Linked DNA regions of Mus musculus: all the other regions are linked to region 3. Evidence: chromatin contacts called from public HiCAR-type and promoter capture Hi-C data. All regions are on one chromosome and are shown on one strand. The core of a region is the stretch at or near the end of the contact, and the rest is flanking DNA. Distances in the headings are between cores, read along the strand shown.

What was found. Promoter capture Hi-C pulls out the DNA fragments that hold promoters and counts their contacts. HiCAR-type assays count read pairs that join an accessible place to other places.
Region 1: a promoter capture Hi-C map of hippocampal neurons shows a contact between it and region 3, with 6 times the contacts expected there. The contact joins the promoter of Slitrk4 here to the promoter of Slitrk2 in region 3. A contact is called at or near these places in 2 of 39 promoter capture datasets (frontonasal cranial neural crest and hippocampal neurons).
Region 2: a contact with region 3 is called in a HiCAR-type map of astrocytes, with 11 times the contacts expected there. The contact joins the promoter of Fmr1 here to the promoter of Slitrk2 in region 3. A contact is called at or near these places in 4 of 39 promoter capture datasets (the 3T3-L1 cell line, cranial neural crest, frontonasal cranial neural crest and 1 more) and 4 of 115 datasets of contacts at active chromatin or transcription factors (VIP interneurons, astrocytes, embryonic forebrain and 1 more).

What each region holds. Positions count from the first base shown.
Region 1 is chrX:64,274,909-64,278,478 of GRCm38.p6, reverse strand. It overlaps Slitrk4 (SLIT and NTRK-like family, member 4), which reads left to right and starts at 1,483. Exons shown (of 3, transcript NM_178740.5): 1 at 1,483-1,679.
Region 2 is chrX:68,677,088-68,680,623 of GRCm38.p6, reverse strand. Fmr1 (FMRP translational regulator 1) reads right to left here and starts at 2,083. Exons shown (of 17, transcript NM_008031.3): 1 at 1,757-2,083. The coding sequence starts at 1,807. Fmr1os (FMRP translational regulator 1, opposite strand) reads left to right here and starts at 2,225. Exons shown (of 4, transcript NR_033481.1): 1 at 2,225-2,444; 2 at 3,499-3,536.
Region 3 is chrX:66,647,438-66,650,712 of GRCm38.p6, reverse strand. Slitrk2 (SLIT and NTRK-like family, member 2) reads right to left here and starts at 1,395. Exons shown (of 3, transcript NM_001161431.1): 1 at 1,213-1,395.

The sequences.
Region 1 (3,570 bases), core at 234-2,733, 2.4 Mb after region 3:
TTCTAACTAAATTATCAATCTGTGTGAAACTGATATGAACATTAGCTTTTTCTCAGGACCTTCCTACATTTTTGTGTGTGCAAACATTAATCTTTGGTTGCAAGGGATTCAGAAAGGGTGAGATCTGCAGCCTTTAGATTTTTGGCAGTCAGCTGCTAAAGCTTCCTTAGTATAAACAAGTAGGAACTAAAGAAGTGACTTTTCTTGATCATTTTCCCTCTTCTATCTCCCTAGTGTGCCCCTTCCCCTTCATTCTTCAGAGTGTCTTCTGGGCAGCCTCCACCCCCTTCCCTAAAGCCTCCCATCATCCCCTGCTGCCCCCAACCAAAATCCCCTCCGGGTCACCTCCAAACCCCGGAGAAGTGGAATGCACACAATGCCTCTCTTATAGGGCTTGAGCTCGAAACTGGGCATGCTCAGTAGGGAAAGCGGGGTTTTTTTTTTTTTTCCCTATTTCTCTCTCCCCTCGCCCCCTTTAGTTTCAAGCGCAGCCTCTCTCCCTCTACCCTTAACCCCCTGTTCCCAACCACAGCTTCTTAATTACCCTGCTTAATACCTTTGGAGCTGAAGGCCTGTGGAACTCTAAAATATCCAAAATTAAGCCCTTTTCTCCTAACGCTGCTAAATAAGCTCACTTTGGGCTAAAGCCTAACACTTTTGCCTTTTAAGCTTCAGGCCCCTCACGCGCAGACAGGTAGGGGGAGTGCGAATACCACTGGATCCCAGGAAACTACTCCCAAGAATGCTCCAGTCAGGATCGCCTGAGTCTGAAATATTCCCAAAGCCCCCTGTTCTACGGGATGACAGTTAGCCAAAGGAACCATACCCACCATATAAAACTCAAGTGCGACTGGCGCAATTCAATGTCATTGTTGTTAACTCACCCCTCTACTCTGGAATTATTCAAGTCCACCATCTAGACTTGAAGACCCTATGTCCCCTGCTCCTGCCTCCACCCCACCTCCTTGCCTCAGGCTCTCAAAAAAAAAAAAAATCCATCTCCCTGGGGTTCTTGCTTGTTCTCTCAGTGGAATACCTCGTGTGTGTGTGTGTGTGTGTGTGTGTGTGTGTGTGTGTGTGTGTGTGTGTTCGCGCGCGCACGCGAGCGCGCGCCCCTTTTCTTGTTAGGGTGCTGGAGGAAGAGAAAGGACTCAAGTGTGCTTATGTGGTAGGGTGATGGAGGTTAGTGCAAACACGTTAGGAAACTAGGGTTCCAATGCCCAAGGATCAGGGTCTCTCCTCCCTAGGCGATGTTTTAGGCAAAAGAGGAGATAGATGCCAGTAGGAAACCGTGTTGTCTTTCTAGTGTGTGGGTAGAAATGGACTCAAGTGGGGGCGTCTGCTGGAGGGTCAAGGGGCTCAGGAATGTGCCTTGATAGAAGTGATCGGTGTCCGGAGGGAGGGCTGCTTGTGCGCCAGGGGGCGGGGGCGGGGGCGGGGATTCGGCGCGTGTATGTAAAGGTGCAGCCCGTGTGCGAGGGTCTGGGTGCGCGCGCGGTGTCTGGCCGGGTGCGCGCGCGCGCCGCTGCCCGCTTGCTTGCCTGCTAAAGGCTGTTCTGTGGGCTTGACCAGCGAGCGGGAGCCAAGAAGCTGGATCCCAGATCAAGTAGAGAGCATCGCGGAAACTGAGGAGCGAGTCGGAAAGCAGTGGGCCCTCCACAGGACTTGGGGCTCCAGAGGTGAGTGAATTTCAAGCCCGGGCTGCGCGAGCTGCAAGGAAAGGCGCGCTGCTTCTTCCAGGCTGGGCTTGGCACAGTGCATGTGCGCGCGCGCGGAGGGAAGCAGGTAGCTTATTATTTTTAGTTGTTGGAGTCCTGTTGGTTTGGGGCCCGTTGAGTTTAGTAGTGGACATGTTGGTTAACCCCCACCCCGGAACACACACACACAGGCACACGCCTCCCACTTGCCTGCCCATGGCGCGATCTCTTGTCCTCCAGGACAGAAAGAATCCGGGTGTCCTTAACATCCCTGCCCCAGGGGCACAGTGAGCTGTCAGGGCTGCTGCGCTGGGCTGGGCTTTGTGCTCTGAGCCCTACTCTCAGGCACTGCGCGTGGACTTGAATGTGGGGTTTCAGGCGGTGGCCGGCAGACTGCTCAGAGACCGCTGGCACTCTGCAAGACAGGCAGTATAGGAGGAAGAACCCGTGGGTAACTCCGAAAGCCCAGCGAAGCTGGGGGAATGCTAGCAGTGACACTTTGCAAGATTCCTAAATGTTGAAGTGATTTCTGGCTGGGTGAATAGGATCTTATAGCTGGCGTGGGCAGGTGGGGGTGGGGGGCAAAGCCCGGGCCACAGCTCCAGGCAACCGAACTATGGAGTCACTCTGACTGTAGCAAATGGGTCTTTGAAGCCCCAGTAGCTATCCCTCGCGGCCTGAACTAGTCATCTCTCCTTCTTGCTCACCCACTGCACGTTTGGGTCTAGGGAGGCCAAAGAAAACTCCAGCAGCTACCCCTTGTGGGACGGGAGCGCGCGGAGAAATGTGTGCGCAGAGGGACTGAAGGCCCCCGCGACATCGTGCACAGTACCCCGCCCCCGCCACCAAGCCTGCGAGGAGGCTGCTGCTCGGTCCGGGTACCCAAGAGGGGGCTGCGCGCCGGCTCTGGGCACTGGGATGCGGCAAAACATTGCGGTACACGCCAGCGGCCCCTCCAACCGCGTCGCCTCCAGGTCGAGGTAGCGCTCGGGGGACAGCAGCGGCCGATCTTCCACTGTTCTCCTACACCCCCACCCCACCCCCACCTCGGCCCTTGGGAAGGGAGCAGCTAAGGTTCCCCTAGTCCGCTGTTGTGAAGCCACGTCGACCTGCGGACCCCATAGCAGTGGTTTGCACTCTGCAGGCTCCCTCTCTCTGCTTGGACATGAAGCGCTAGGAGCGGCACTCTTGTGGATGCTGGATTTATGGTAGGGCAAGGTTTGTGCAGTCCTGGGTAGCCTTGGGAGCAGAATGTCTTGCTTGGCACCATCAAGAGATGGGAGCACGAATAGGGAAATTTGCCCCTTTTGGAAGCCTGAGAGGTAGTTTTGGATACCTAATCCATACTTTATAAGGTTTTGTTTCTTGGTTTGTATATTTGTTGTTTGTCACGATTTTTAGAGTATATTAGAGGTGTTTCTTTTGCTTGCAGTTACTCTTGCTGGCTTCTTTTTCCTAGCCTCCTTTTGACAGTTCTCCAGCTCTCCATATCTGTTGCCCTCCCCGTGTCTTTTTGCCTCTCCTTGGTGGACTGACTCTTATTCTGCCTTGCTTTCTTGTTCCAGCTGCTTTTGACTTCCCCTGTTTCTCCAGAGCTGCATTTGGGAACTTCCTAGCTCATCCTTGCGCCTCCCCCACCCCCTTTGCTACTTAAAGTAGAATTTACTAATATAAGGGCAGCTCTTCATGGATGTTCACATCTGTTATTCTTCTGCTTCTTGTTTTTGTACTGAAGTCCGCTTTTGCGAATTTTATTTTGTTTTGGTTTGTTTTGCTGTCTATGTTTTGTTTGTTTTTAGTTTGGTTGCATTTTGGTTTCTTTGTTTTTGGGTGGGGGTGGTTAGGAACAAGAAATGACTCAACTGAACCAAAA
Region 2 (3,536 bases), core at 834-3,333, 2.0 Mb before region 3:
TTCCAGTCAGTTTTCAAGGAAAATTACTGGGGCCAATAAATCCTTCAAGAGTAGGATGTGGTACTTGCCCTCAATGGCAAGCCAACTTCATTAAAAGCCACTAACAGCGGACTCAAATCTAAGCTGTTATTAGAGATGAACAAAAATACTACTTAACTATTATCCCTTGCTCATCTGTGTCTCAGTGCCCCAACTCTAGCAACTAAAACTGTCATTCTAGAACCTAGAAACCTTCTAATGCAAACTAACCAAAACTAACCGGAACATTTTTTTTATTACAGCAAATTGAAAAATAACTGCACTGGTAAAATTAGTAACATAAATGTTGTGTTCTTTCTGTCTCCTATATTACAACAAAAGGGTATTTTTAGTATAAATTAGTATTTTACAAATTTCCTTGATTCGAGAATTTTATCTTCCACTAAATGTCTCCATAAACTTGGCAAAAGCATAATTTACTAAAGTCACTTTCCCGAGTTTAGCTTAGTATGTCCCACTTGAAATGTCCAAGTTATTCTATAATAAACTTAAAACTATTGGACAATGGCAAAAGCTATTTTCCATGCTTCCTTCCACGTGCACCTTCTGTTACTAAAATATTCTAGTGAGGTGGGGCCTTAGAGAGCTTATAAACATTCACAAAAGGAGAATTTATAATATTGCTAGATCTACATTTATGCAGTATCAAAAAAAAATCACACAATACTTAAGTTTAAAGTTCCTTGAAAAATATACGATGTTACTTGATATTCAATGGTATAAAAAAACTCTCAGTAGTTCCATGAATGCCCATTTAAAACCTCAAATATAGCTCACTGTAACACCGCAAAACTCAAAGCGAATATACTCAAGTTTATGCACTTCAGCGCACAGAACAAACATTCCAAACCGTCCTGGTAAAAATTCAGTAGCAATCGTACAGTCCCCGTTAATTTCCTGAAGTTCTGTGGCACAAATTCGGGTCCTCGAGAACTTAAACACAAAGGGAAATTTAAAATAAGCAGACTTGGTAATATTTTTAGAAGCCGCGACATGCTTATCCCTGAATTGCTCCCAGTTAGAAAGAGCCTCGGAGGCCGTGGATATACCGGCTCTGGCTAGCGTTTGAAACCGCTCTCTCAGATGTCATGGTCTTTCCGAAACTTTTAGATCTAAAACCCTCCTTGGAAATTCACAAAGAGGCCACTCAAGAGCAGTTGCCATTGTGATTCCGAGCTGCCGCCCGCTTCTTACTACTCCCTGCACACCCCTCGCCCAGAACCGGGGAGCTCTCCAAAGTCTGGACTGTGGGCCGAACGCGGAGCCCAAACCTCCTAACGGCCGCCCAAGCCTCGTAACGGCCGTTCGTCCAGCAGGGCTGGCGGCGGCCGGGCTGAAGCGCCCCCGGTTCCCGCACGGCTCCCCGCGTGTCAGGCCCCGAACCCACTGGGAGAGGATTATTTGGGAAAGCTGGACTAAGCCGCTGCCGCCACTTCCCGCGGCACCGGCCCCATGGCCGATCGGATCCCCTGTCCTCGCATTCCCGCTTCGCTGACAAACTCGGCCGCTCAACCGCCCTCGGCAACCCGCGCGTTCCGCCAGGCGCCGGGGCCTCAGGCGGGAGTCGGAACGCTGAGGCGGGCTCTAGGCCCCGACTCCGCCGCTCCCTCACATCCCACAGCCCGCCGCTCCCGCCGCGCCCGAGGGGCCCGCCCGCCACCCTGGACACGAGGGAGGGAGGGAGGCCGAGGACCGGGCCTGTCCGGTAGCCGGTTACCTTGTAGAAAGCGCCATTGGAGCCCCGCACTTCCACCACCAGCTCCTCCATCTTCTCGTCCGTCCTCGCGCCGGGAGCCCGCCTCCGGGAGGTGGGCTGCAGGCGCTTGAGGCCCAGCCGCCGTCGCCGCCGCCGCCGCCGCCGCGTTACCGCACGCCCCCCGGCAGCGGCGCCGCCGTCACTGCCACCGCCCGCGCTCGCCGTCCGTTTGCTTCACTGCCCGCCCTCTCAGGCGCGGCCCCTCACCGGAAGTGAAACCGAAACGCTCCCCAGCGCCTGACTGACTGAGGCCAAGGGCTCCGCTGCGCCTCCTGTAAACAGTCAAACGATGTCACGTGACCCGCGCAGCCCCTCCCCTTTGGCCCCGCCCTCTCCGCTCCGCCCTTGCCTCCTCTCGGGCAGTGGAGCACGCGCATGCGCCCTCCTGGGTACCTGCCTCAGGGTATCAGGGCGCACCCTTTGGCGCGCGCACTTGGTGAAAGGCGGGAAAGCGTAAAGGGCAGTACTAAGTCTGGCTGCCTGTGCCCGCCGCGGGGACTAGAGGCCTCTTCCGTACAGGAGGAAGCGAGGACATGGGAAAAGGCCTCCAGTTGTCGAAAATGGGGCCCGACCAGAAGTGGAGGGGCATTGGGTAGATTTTTCACGGCACTGGCGTGGGACCTGTTTGAACTGCAAGTCGCGGCGGGAGGGAAGTAAAAAAAAAGTGATAAATTCCATTGGAGAACACTTTGATCTAGGAACAGTGATAACTACATTGACCCTGACTTCTGGGACTCTTATGGCTAGGATGCAAAATAAATCGCTCTACTACCTAGTGATTTGGGGAAGTATTGTGGGAACTTTGAGTACTTTTTAAGGGCCAATAGGGTGTGCCAGAACTTCAGGAAATGTTATCCCTTTCTCAGACAGTCCCCCTCACACTTTCCGTTCATAGTTTTACTTGGAATTCGTAATAAAAAGAGCTGACAGAGAGAGTTGAACACTTGTTAATTCCTTTTTACTCGACTTCTGCCTCTTCTACATGCCCCCTGTACCAGAGGGAGGGCATCAGTAAAGCAGTCATGGGATCTGTCTATGTGCATCATTGGGTCCTTTCCATGCAGCTCTCTGCCTTTGCCTTCTACAGCAGAACCAAAATCACCTCCCCACCCCTTTGGCCTCTGTATTGGGCTTATATCCAGCCTGACCCATGCTCCTTTAATCCAGAAGGCTTGCATCCAACTGAGAAGTTCATTGAATGCCTACCATGTGCCAAGCACTGTCCTAAGTACTAGTGAGTCCTTGGTGAGGTAGCAACAAAAAGACTGTCACTATTGAAATTGGAACCTACAGGAGTAGATGTGCAAAATTCAACTTCTCAAAACCGTAAGTGTGGAGCTGGAGAGGTGGCTCAAGGGGGTAAAACATTTGCTATGCGAGCATGAAATCCTGAATTTTCTAATTCCTAGAATCTATAGAAAGCTGGGCCTAAGTGCCTAAATAAGCACTCCCACAAAGTTGATTCCCCAGAAGTTCACAGGTCAGTGTGCCTTATCTAGTTTCGAACAACAAAAAGAGAGACTCTGGGTAGAAGGCAAGGACTGCATTAGAAGTTGTACTGTGACCCCCACACATGTTTTGTGGCATATGTGTGGCCATACTCACACACATGGATGCTACACACACATACACGCATGAAGAAGATATAAATATGGAGTCACAACTGTGATGTGGTCTATAAAGTGTGGTTATATCTTTTACAGTTGGAAATGAGCCTGTCTGTGGTGTGAGATAAGTGAGC
Region 3 (3,275 bases), core at 146-2,645:
CTCTCTGGAGACCAGAATTGGTTTGCTAGAAAGGAAAGAGAAAGATAGAAGAGGGGGAGAAGGAGAAGAGAGGAGAGAGGAAGAGGAAAGAAGAGAAAATAAGAGATGAAAGGAGAGGAGACAGGAAGGAAGGTGAGGGGAAGAAAAGGAAGAGGAGAGGAGAGATAGGGAATTTGGAGGTCTTGAAATTGTTACCACTTACACAATGAAGCAAACCTGGTGGTAATGATGAGCCCTACCAAGGTCCCTGAGTTCCAGTTTTTCATTCCATGATTTCCTTTCTGCAAGAGTCAATTTGCTCAGCCACTCTATTTTCTGCCTGCTTTTGAGCATCCACAGACCCTTTTCAGAAACATGACTGTTATTTGGAAGCAAATAAGCCTCACATTCGACAAACACTTTTAAGTAAGTTTCATTTGGTCCAGGGTATCTCTAAGAACGGCTGAAAAGAGTGAGCTTTTAAGAAGCTGGAAAGGTTCAGGGTGAACTGGGAACTCAAGAGTAGCAGGGGCAGATGCTTAAATAAGCAAAATGTTTGTTCTTCTTAAGAAGAGGGAAGTTGACATGCATATTCTATTGCCCAGGCCTTCTTTGTCACTAACCAGCCAGTTTGCCCAAGCTTTTTCCACAAGTCATGAAGGGGGCCAGGCTGCAACTCAGAGCCCAACTTCATTCCTGCAGTTCTTAGGCCATAGCCAGGTCAGAAGTCTAGCAGGCCCGCTTCAGCCTGCTGGGTGCTCCAGGCTAATCTCTCTTCTAGGGAGACACAGGCTCTAAGGGAGTTCCCTCTTTGAATGGGTCAGGACTAACCGCCAACCCTAGAGTAGCCCCACCTTTCCTACACCTTAAAGGCTAACATCTTGATGCTAGAGGATGACCTCTCAATCCCAAAAGCCACTCTGCCCTTGCCGTTGGGCTTGGACACTGCCAGTGAATGGTTCATTTCACTAGCAGAAGATCTTGCATGGGTCATTCCTGGCAGTAGCAGTGGTCTCCTAGCTTTGGGATTCCTGGATCCCTATCACAGCCTTGGAAGGTCAGGGGCAAAAAGGAGAGAGCCCCGAGGGTACCGAGGGGAGAGGGCGATTCACAAGGGCTGACTGATCACGGTGGGTATAGTCTAGCCTCTCCCTGCTCATACCCACTTTGAGGCCAAAGAAACCCGGCTCGTGGGTCTCATTGCCACGGCATTCCCGAGTATTCCGAACTTACCCAGAGAGAGCGCTCCGCCTCGATCTTCCCCTGGAGGCTCCCGCAGCATCCGCGTCTCTGAGAGGCTCAGAAGCCAGCACCTCCTAGGTACCAGTCGGGCGGGCCGTGCAGTGAGTGGCACAGCAGCGAGGAGCGCAGGCGGTATCCCCCCACCCACCCACCCCAGGGTAGGAAGATCCTTACTGGAGCAGCTCGCTACCCAGCAGCGCTTCTGGCAAGGAGGGAGGGAAAGAGAGAGGAGAGAAGAGGGAGGGAGGGAAGGATGGCTGCCCCTCTCTAGCACTTATCAATCACCCTGCAGATCAAATGTCCCTGCTGTGCACTCGGGAGGGGGATTTACCAGCCCACAAAGGAGCCGCTGCTCCAGTTCTCTGTCTGACAAGCGTTGCAGAGCACTGCTCTCGCCTGTCAGCCCCTCTTTACTGGAACTCTGCCCAGCTCTTGCAGCTTCTACCATGTGCTGCCCCTCAGACCAGGTCAAGTGAAATAAGGATGACGCTTGCTTGATATCATATCTGAGGGGGACCCTAAGACCCCTGGGTGGAAGTTATGGACAAGTGAAAAAGCAGTCAGTAATCTGAGCTGGACACCTTCCTGAAATGCCGCTGCCTCCCTTAGCTAGTAAGCACCCAATCACTGGCGTTCGCTTGCATATGTTTAAGGATCTCCTCCCAGGGTAGTAAAGAAGGTATTTTCATATTGTACAGTGCTCAGGAAGACTCGTGCAAGCAAACATTTGAAGAAAAGCAAGACTTAGCACTGTTCCAGACCCCGCCTTAATAGTGATTATTTTAATACTTCAAAGAGGTTTCTGGAGGCCTTTTTCTTGCCCTCTCCTTTGCTTCCCCCCTCCCCCCACCAATTTCTTTTTCCTCTTTATTAGTAGTCTAGACTGATTCTATTAAAGGAAGACACGCATTTAAACAGTCAGTGTAGTTCAAGAAGGTGGTTAGGATTTTGCAATTTCCCCTGAAGAACTACCTCCTTTGCAGCTGCTTCCTAACTGCCCGAAAAGATTCTGGATAAAGTTGCAATTGGTTCAGTTAAACAAAGAATGGGAGTTAATTTTCTGGTGCCAAGACAGCGGCCACCTCATCCTAGAGGATATGGTCCCTCATTGAAATCTCCATAGCCTCCTGACCTTTTCATTACCCTCCCGGAGTCTGTGGAATCCCTCTTGCACAGAAAGCCTGAGGGTTGGTAGGAAACAGCAGGAAAAAAAAAGAAAGAAAGAAAGAAAGAAAGAAAGAAAGAAAGAAAGAAAGAAAGAAAGAAAGAAAGAAAGAAAGAAAGAAAGAAAGGAAGGAAAGGAAAAGAAAAGAACAGTTGAAAATGATGCCAGGAAAAAGGTACAAAATTAGAGCAAAAATGAGCTAGGAAGCTAATGGATGCACGTTAGGATTCTCTGCAGTCAAGGTTATTGCACATTTAAAGCAGGTTCACACAGCACTAATGACTATCACCTCTGTCCTCTCAATAGAATCTTCTGTGCATCTTCCTTTGCTCTTTCCCTTTGGCCTTCTTTTTATAATGGTTGCTGAAAGGGACTATATGGGCCTTAAAAAAAGAATCTTACTGATAATTTTATACTGTGAACTGGTGAAGTTTACTTTAGTAATAACTCAAATAACTGCCTACATTTATCTCTTGGATCTAAAGATCATTACTGTCCCTCTTACTTCAATATTGATAAAGGTTATTCTGAAATTTCTGCCATTCAGATAAGTAATTTCAGAATAACATATTTTTGAACATAGCTTATGGACAGGCTGTTTTCAGCTACATAGAAACATTCCTCTTTTAAACAACATGCTTGTTTATGAAAAACATTCAAGGTGGTGCTTGCTAAAGATTATACTGGCAGTAGGAGCACATTACATTATTGTTGAGAGAAGTTCATTTGTTACATCTCTCTTTTCCTCATTTCTGTGTCATCTTTTTTTATAGTTATTTAATGGGTGCTGTAAACAACTACAAAACGCTAAGCTAACAGACCATTCAGATGTAAAAATAATGAGACAGTACACTGGAGAAAAGAGAGAGTGTTCTGAGAAAAGTGGTGT